Regions from separate parts of the Hordeum vulgare genome. Here region 2 is linked to region 1. A link is a contact called in public Hi-C data. All regions are on one chromosome and are shown on one strand. Each heading gives the region's core, a stretch centred on a gene start, on an enhancer-like site or on the middle of the called end of the contact. The rest is flanking DNA. Distances are from core to core; before and after follow the strand shown.

Region 1 (3,351 bases), core at 367-2,866:
AAAGGTCACCCTTTGATCAGCCCGAGGAACAACTACCAGCTATAGGGATCTATCAAACGTTGGGAGGGAGGGGGGAGGAGGGATTCTCGAAGTCGTCAGTGGAGCGAGGAAAGAAACCCTAACGAGATGGGGGCATATTTCTATATGTGATGTCCTAGTAAGGTGAATGGCCCAATACGAAGTAGATAAGTCTGAGAATAAATTTTTCAGTAAAATCGAAGTCTATTTACTATACGTGATGATGTGTGCTACTCCCTTCGTTTCTAAATATAAGTTTTTTTAACGGTTCCACTAGTGAGCTACATACGTATATAGACATATTTTAAAATATAGGTTAACTCATTTTGCTTCGTATGTAAGTCATTTAGTGAAATCTCTTAAAAGATTTATATTTAGGAAGGGGGAGTATTAACTAAGGATTGTTTGTTTGATTATAACTAGATGGCAATGCAGCCAAAATGTTGCCTCTACGACTCTACAATCATAATGAGATAATTAAGCATTATTTATCTATCGTCATCCGTTGTCAGTTTGCTCACGTCGTGCACGTAGGTTGCATCTAAATTATGTATATATCCTACCCAAATAATATGTTTGGGTACGTGATTGATTATATATATGGAACTACTTTTTTTGTGCAAGGTGATGATATATATGGAACATGATAACAAGTGCGAATGATGTTACTGTTTTATTTAGGAAAAATGATATTGGGTTCGCTAAGGTATAAAAGTAGATTTTCATGTGCAAATATGCATGGTTTCCATGCCCAATATACACGTCGGCGACCGACATGCGAACTGCGAGCTCCTAGCTAGCGTTCACCGGTTCACGCCATGGCGTACGTCTTCACTTTCCGCTTCCAGAATTATTCTCCCTCCCTCCCTCCCTCTCTCTTAGTGACACACTACGTGTTTGGGTCCGAATTTTGCTACTTTGGCTATTTTTCAGTCAAAAGTCGAGCTGGGCTCCATCCAGAGGACATAGATAGGCATAACCCAGAGTCGGAATGGGCCACGAGAAAGCCGTATAGGTATAGCAAACTACTTGATCCCACAAAATTGCTGAACGTTAATTAGTAATTCCTTCATTCCTAAATATAATTTTTTTTAGAAATTTCTCTAGATGGCTACATACGAAACAAAATGAATGAATATATACTTTAAAGTATGTCTATATACATCTATATGTAGTACCCCTAATGAAATCTTTTAAAAAGACTTATATTTAGAAACGGAGGGAGTAGCAGATAGCTTCAGGAGAATTTAGTCGGAATGGGCTGTCACCACGTAATAAAGCCCCCGAGCCATTTTCCTAGAAGTAGTAAAGAACAAGGAGACCAGGACGGCGTACGACCGACAAGGACATGGCCCGTACCCGGTCGCGCGCACCTCCGTCCGAATCCAACGCCAGCCTTTCCTATGTACGAGCAGCCAACCGGTGAAAAGCACTGCTTCGTTCCGGTGCGACGGCGCCGGCGCAGGCTCCTTTCGACCGCCGTGCGGCGCCGCTGCCACTTCCTTTTCATGCAAGCAAGGCGACAGTGCCATGCGGACTGGATATGTGAAGGGACGCACCCGGGCGCCGACACCACGTACGTGCTATATCCATCCTTCTCCTTCGTGCTTTGCTGTTGCTGGTAGCCTCTCGTGTCACTAGATCCCCGCTAGCTCCAACCACCTCCTGGCTAGAGGATAAGCATATATGCATTTTGATCGGTGGCATACCTTTCTTTCTTCCGGGTGGAAGATAGGCTTTTATATATTTGGGATATATATAAATTCGCACGTCACATCGGCTTTTCGACGGAAATGATTCGGAGCACTGACTGACGTAACATAAAGGTCGCCCCCAGGAGTAAGGTTGCAGCATGCACACAGGCCAGCATAACTAACGAACGAAGACGGGTAGGGGGTCGTGTCACACCTCACACGTACGTATCAGCATCCATCCATCTGTCATCCACATCCAGTACACCCGTCAGGTCATGTATGATATGATCCAGCTCTACGTATAGCCTAATCTTAGGACGCGAACGAATCACTATTCTGACCTTAGATGTCGTTTTTGAAAACCCATTGACCCCGACATTTTTATATAGGACAACAACATTAAAGGTCTTCATGTTTCTATATTATTTGAAAACGTCGAGGCCTTTGGTGTTGCTGTCCTACATAGAAATGCCAGGACCGGTGACGTTTTCAGAAACGGGATTTAGCTTGACATTTCTGACTTGTCACGTACGCGTGCTCGATCTGATAGTGGACAAGAGCAGAAACGCTATATTGTTCGGCGTTTCTATGTTGGACAATAACGTCATGGGCTATGGCGTTGTCAAAAGGGTCAAATCATAAAATACTTTCATGCCGAGTTTAATTTATAAAAAAGATTGTTGAAAAGGTCAAAACAATGATTTTTGGCATATGAGAACATCTATAGTCTATATAGAAAAACAAATTGATAAACAGTTAAAAAAATAAAAATATTTTTAAAATAAACTTGACCTTCCGTTGCACTCATAAGAAAAAACTCACAAAAAGAAAAATCTTCTTCGACTTCTTTTCAAAAAAGATAACTTTTTGGTCTAAATAATGTGAATAGTGATCTATAATAGCAAATAATATTTTGTCTTTTTCGGTGTGAAGTCAACATTGGTTATTTTTGTTTTGAAAATTTATATACTAGTACATAAATAAGTCAAGTTTATTCTAAAAATGGTTCTTAACTATTTTTTTATTTAATCAATAAAAATAATAATCCCATATAGAGTGTATATACAATCAGAAATCAAAGTGTATTTCCCCTAATCTTATCACAATTTATATCACATTGCTTGATGGATTATAAAATGGTTAAAAGAATATTATAGCTGCAAAGCAACCTGTGGTTGGATGGTTAGAGGGACAGTGGTATTTCGAGTCCATCGGGTTCAAGTTTTGGTGCTTTATTTCTAAAAAAAAATAAGATTTTCGACGATACGCTTTTAATGGGATGAGATGTTTTCGCCTACAACGAGGCACATACGATAACTTTCTAAATTTCAAGATGATATGCCGGCTCAGTCTATCGAAGGTGTCCATAGAATAGATTATGCGTGTATGCGTTTATAGATATGAGTGTATGAGCGTGTATATGAGGGCTTGCCGGGGGCCCGCAGAATCAACTTGACGATGTGTCTGTATCAATAATTGACCCTCGTCTCGCTCGGTTAGTCCGTTAGGTGTCACTTACAACCGATTCATCAACTGAAACATAAAGCGGCACAGCTAGCTCGGTACTACGGCGTGCGTGCGTGCTGGTGCTTTGCTTCCGCCAAACGCATTCGGCGCTTTATGTAACTAACTAACTGGA
Region 2 (3,137 bases), core at 396-2,895, 46 kb before region 1:
ATTTCGATCTCTTTTTTTTTGAGATGTTTGATCTTTTTTTTACCATATCACAAACGTATCACGGCCCATTTAGTTCTTATAAAACCTTACAAAACATGTACTAATAAACAACATTTGGTCGACCAAACAATTCTAGATCTAACCGCGCAATCGACAAGGCAGATTAAGTAGCAGCTGACATTATCAGCACTAATTAATATTGGAGCCGGCCGGCCCAAACCAGCAACCACCAAGGACGGTGTACAAGATATGGTGGTGGGTACACCCTAGCCAGTGTGCCAGCACAGGAACAAGCATAGGTTGTTGGTTACGCGCGAACAAAAGGCTAGCTGGCTGGACGTGTAGGCCTACATGCACGTTTGCTCGCTCGTTTACCTATCAATCGATAGGTAGCGATCCCAATGAAGCAAATTGCCGCGCACACCTGCTGTTCACCGACCTTTTTTCCTGTAGTGCAATCATGTTACTTTCATCTGCATGCACTTTCGGTTCACCGGAAATTTGAGTTGTCCATTCCTGTCCTCTTAGCACGGAAGCATAGCTAGTATGGCTTAATGGAGCCTTAAGTAGCTAACCAAGTACGTGCTTTGCAAAATCAAATATAATCACAAGCATAAGACTGCATGCATATTATATTCCTATCTTTCTTGTATGTTTTAGACTGAATTTCAGGTTTTACTTGTACCGCATTTCTGCAACGCTTGTTACCTTGTCTAACAGCTTTTCATATTACCGAATTTCGCGAAATTTTTATATTTTGTTTATTTATTTTTTATAGCGATCTATGAAGTGGGTTTGGGCCGCCAAGTACATGTGGCGCATTTCCCTACTGTTTTCTTTTGCCCATGAAACCGATGAAATTGCTTAGCAAGACCTGGTCTTTTTCCTCAAGGTGCATGCGCCGCCGAGTTAGCTAACCAAACGAGGAGCTGCGCCTCTCTCCATGTCATGGTCACCAGATCAGCATCAGAGTGTTCTTCATCGAGAGTAGGCTAGCTATGGATTGGGCGTACGCGCAGGACCACGCCGCCAAATTCCCCTTAGTTGGACGCCGGAGAGGGTCCAAAATGCTGGATTCGACCGGAGCCTGTCCCACACTCCATCCTACCTCTACCTACTCCCACCCAGACCGACCAGTAACTACGCTTTCCATGGCTGATCTTTATGTTGAGCCGATGGAGGAGGTGCATGCAGCATACCTGGCCGATGAGGTACCACAGCTGCTCGTCGAAGGCGGCGGCGGTGAGCAGCACCTGCGGGAAGCTGGTGATGGCGCGGACGGCGCCGTCGAAGTGCATGCCGTGGCCCCAGAAGGCGAGCCCGTGGAGCCCCTCCGACCACCACTTATACGGCGGCACGCCCAGCCGCGGCACCCCCGGCGCCTCGTCGCCCAGCTGCGACACCTTCTCCGCCAGCGACAGCCGCGCCACCAGGTCCGCCGCCCGCTGCGCCGGCGGCAGCGCCGTGTTGCAGAACGCGAGGCCCTGCTGCGCCGCCCCCGGGCCGCACGAGAACGGCGGGTTGCCGGCGGCGCACACTCGCACCAATGCCAGCACCGTCGCCAGCGTGATGAGGGCGACCATGTCGGCGGCGCGGTAGGGGAAGCCCGCCATTGAGAGTGCGTGTGTGTGTGTGTGTGTGTGGAGGGTGAGAGAAGCTGAGTGGCGCGGCTCTCCTTTTATAGGCGTTCTTGGCTGGTGATCTGGTTGAAACTTGAAACTAGAAAGCTGGCATTAACCTGCTTTTTCAGCGTTCGCTTGAAAGCGAGCTGGGCTCCATTCGGAGTCGGACGACACACCGGAAGGTAATAAGATTCGGCGTAAGAACGGACCACGAGCCCACGAGAGAGCTGTACAGCACATTACGTACGTGTACTTTCCGTTGCACTGCCGTTCAATGTGCATGGGTTCGACCGTGCAGCTCTCATCACGAGATTCTTGACGATGAATGCATCATTTGGGTCATGACCATCAGTGAATAAAGCCCCTGGTCGACATGCCCTAGTACTCCAGTAAACAACTTTGGGGATCAAGAGGGCGTACGGTTGACATGCACCTAGCCACCTAGCTAGGTTTAATTCTTTCTAAGCCATGCATGCATGCATGAGGCGCCGTTAGCCTACTGGCTACTGCACTTCATTTTTCATGCAACACGACAGCAGCATTGGCGGTGCTGTATCATATAGGAGTATATCCTTCGTGCTTTGCTGGTAGCCTCCCGTGCCATTAAATCCACCCTAACTACCCTTGGGCAAGAAAAACGATGCCATCGATCGGGTTTGATCGGTCGCACTGGCATGCACACAACAAAGGAAATCGGTGCCATCGATTTTGAGCGGTAGCATGCAGACAAGTGAAGAGATGCCATCACTTTTATCGTTATCGTTTTTCCAAGTGGAAGAAAGACTTGTAGGATATTGTGCCACGTTAGGAGCCGAGCTGGTTATACAGGTGGAACGAGGTCACACACCACGTGTTGTGCTTATCTGTTTGCTTTTTTTTTTCTTTCAAGAATACGCGTAGGCGTATCATAGCTTTATAGAATGCTGAATTATAAGTAAAAGAAGACTAGCACTCATTGCGAATAACGAACGTAACACAAACATCACACACATACAAGTCGAGGGACAGCCACCAACGACCATACGACACTACAAAGCACAAGCGTCTGCCCTAACAGATAATAACACCGCGTCTATACCCACGCCGGGCATCCCTAAAGACCAGCGGCTCCCATAGAACTTCGCTAGTTGACGCACCATTTGCCCTGAATGCCGAAGAGGAGGTGCTAGGTAAATGACAGGACTTGCTCCAAATTGTGAAGACACCGTCTTGAATGCACCAACACCGAAGGAGAGCGGCGAGGAACAAGGCTGTGACTCTAAACACGATGCTCCCAATAGAGGAGCGACGTTGGGAACGCCGCCATCGTGTCGATCCGACTGGATCAAGGCTTTTGCCCCGAAGATAACAACCAACTCCACACAAGCGAGGGAAATGTCGAATTCACCTCGAGGACACCTCCAAGGAGGGAGACGACACCCACGGGCGCCATCGCCGCCGGCCGGGGAAGAGCCTTGCAAGATTTTCATCCAATCATCGCACATCTCCACACCTTGAAGGAATTGGGCAGCACCG

Evidence for each region. Hi-C and Micro-C count contacts between places; a contact is called where the count stands out from the background.
Region 2: a Hi-C map of seedling shows a contact between it and region 1, with 5 times the contacts expected there. The contact joins the promoter of LOC123449358 here to the enhancer-like site in region 1. A contact is called at or near these places in 4 of 6 Hi-C or Micro-C datasets (leaf and seedling).

Annotation. Positions count from the first base shown.
Region 1 is chr4H:539,084,121-539,087,471 of MorexV3_pseudomolecules_assembly, reverse strand. No RefSeq gene overlaps it. Among protein-coding and RNA genes, the nearest start is that of LOC123450713, 11 kb to the right of the region's middle. Within about 2 kb of position 1,616, at least 2 of the 3 cell types and tissues checked have open chromatin away from gene starts, as enhancers often do. A contact at or near this core is called in leaf and seedling, where this site is marked.
Region 2 is chr4H:539,130,065-539,133,201 of MorexV3_pseudomolecules_assembly, reverse strand. LOC123449358 (probable beta-D-xylosidase 7) reads right to left here and starts at 1,645. Exons shown (of 3, transcript XM_045126559.1): 1 at 1,200-1,645. The coding sequence starts at 1,613.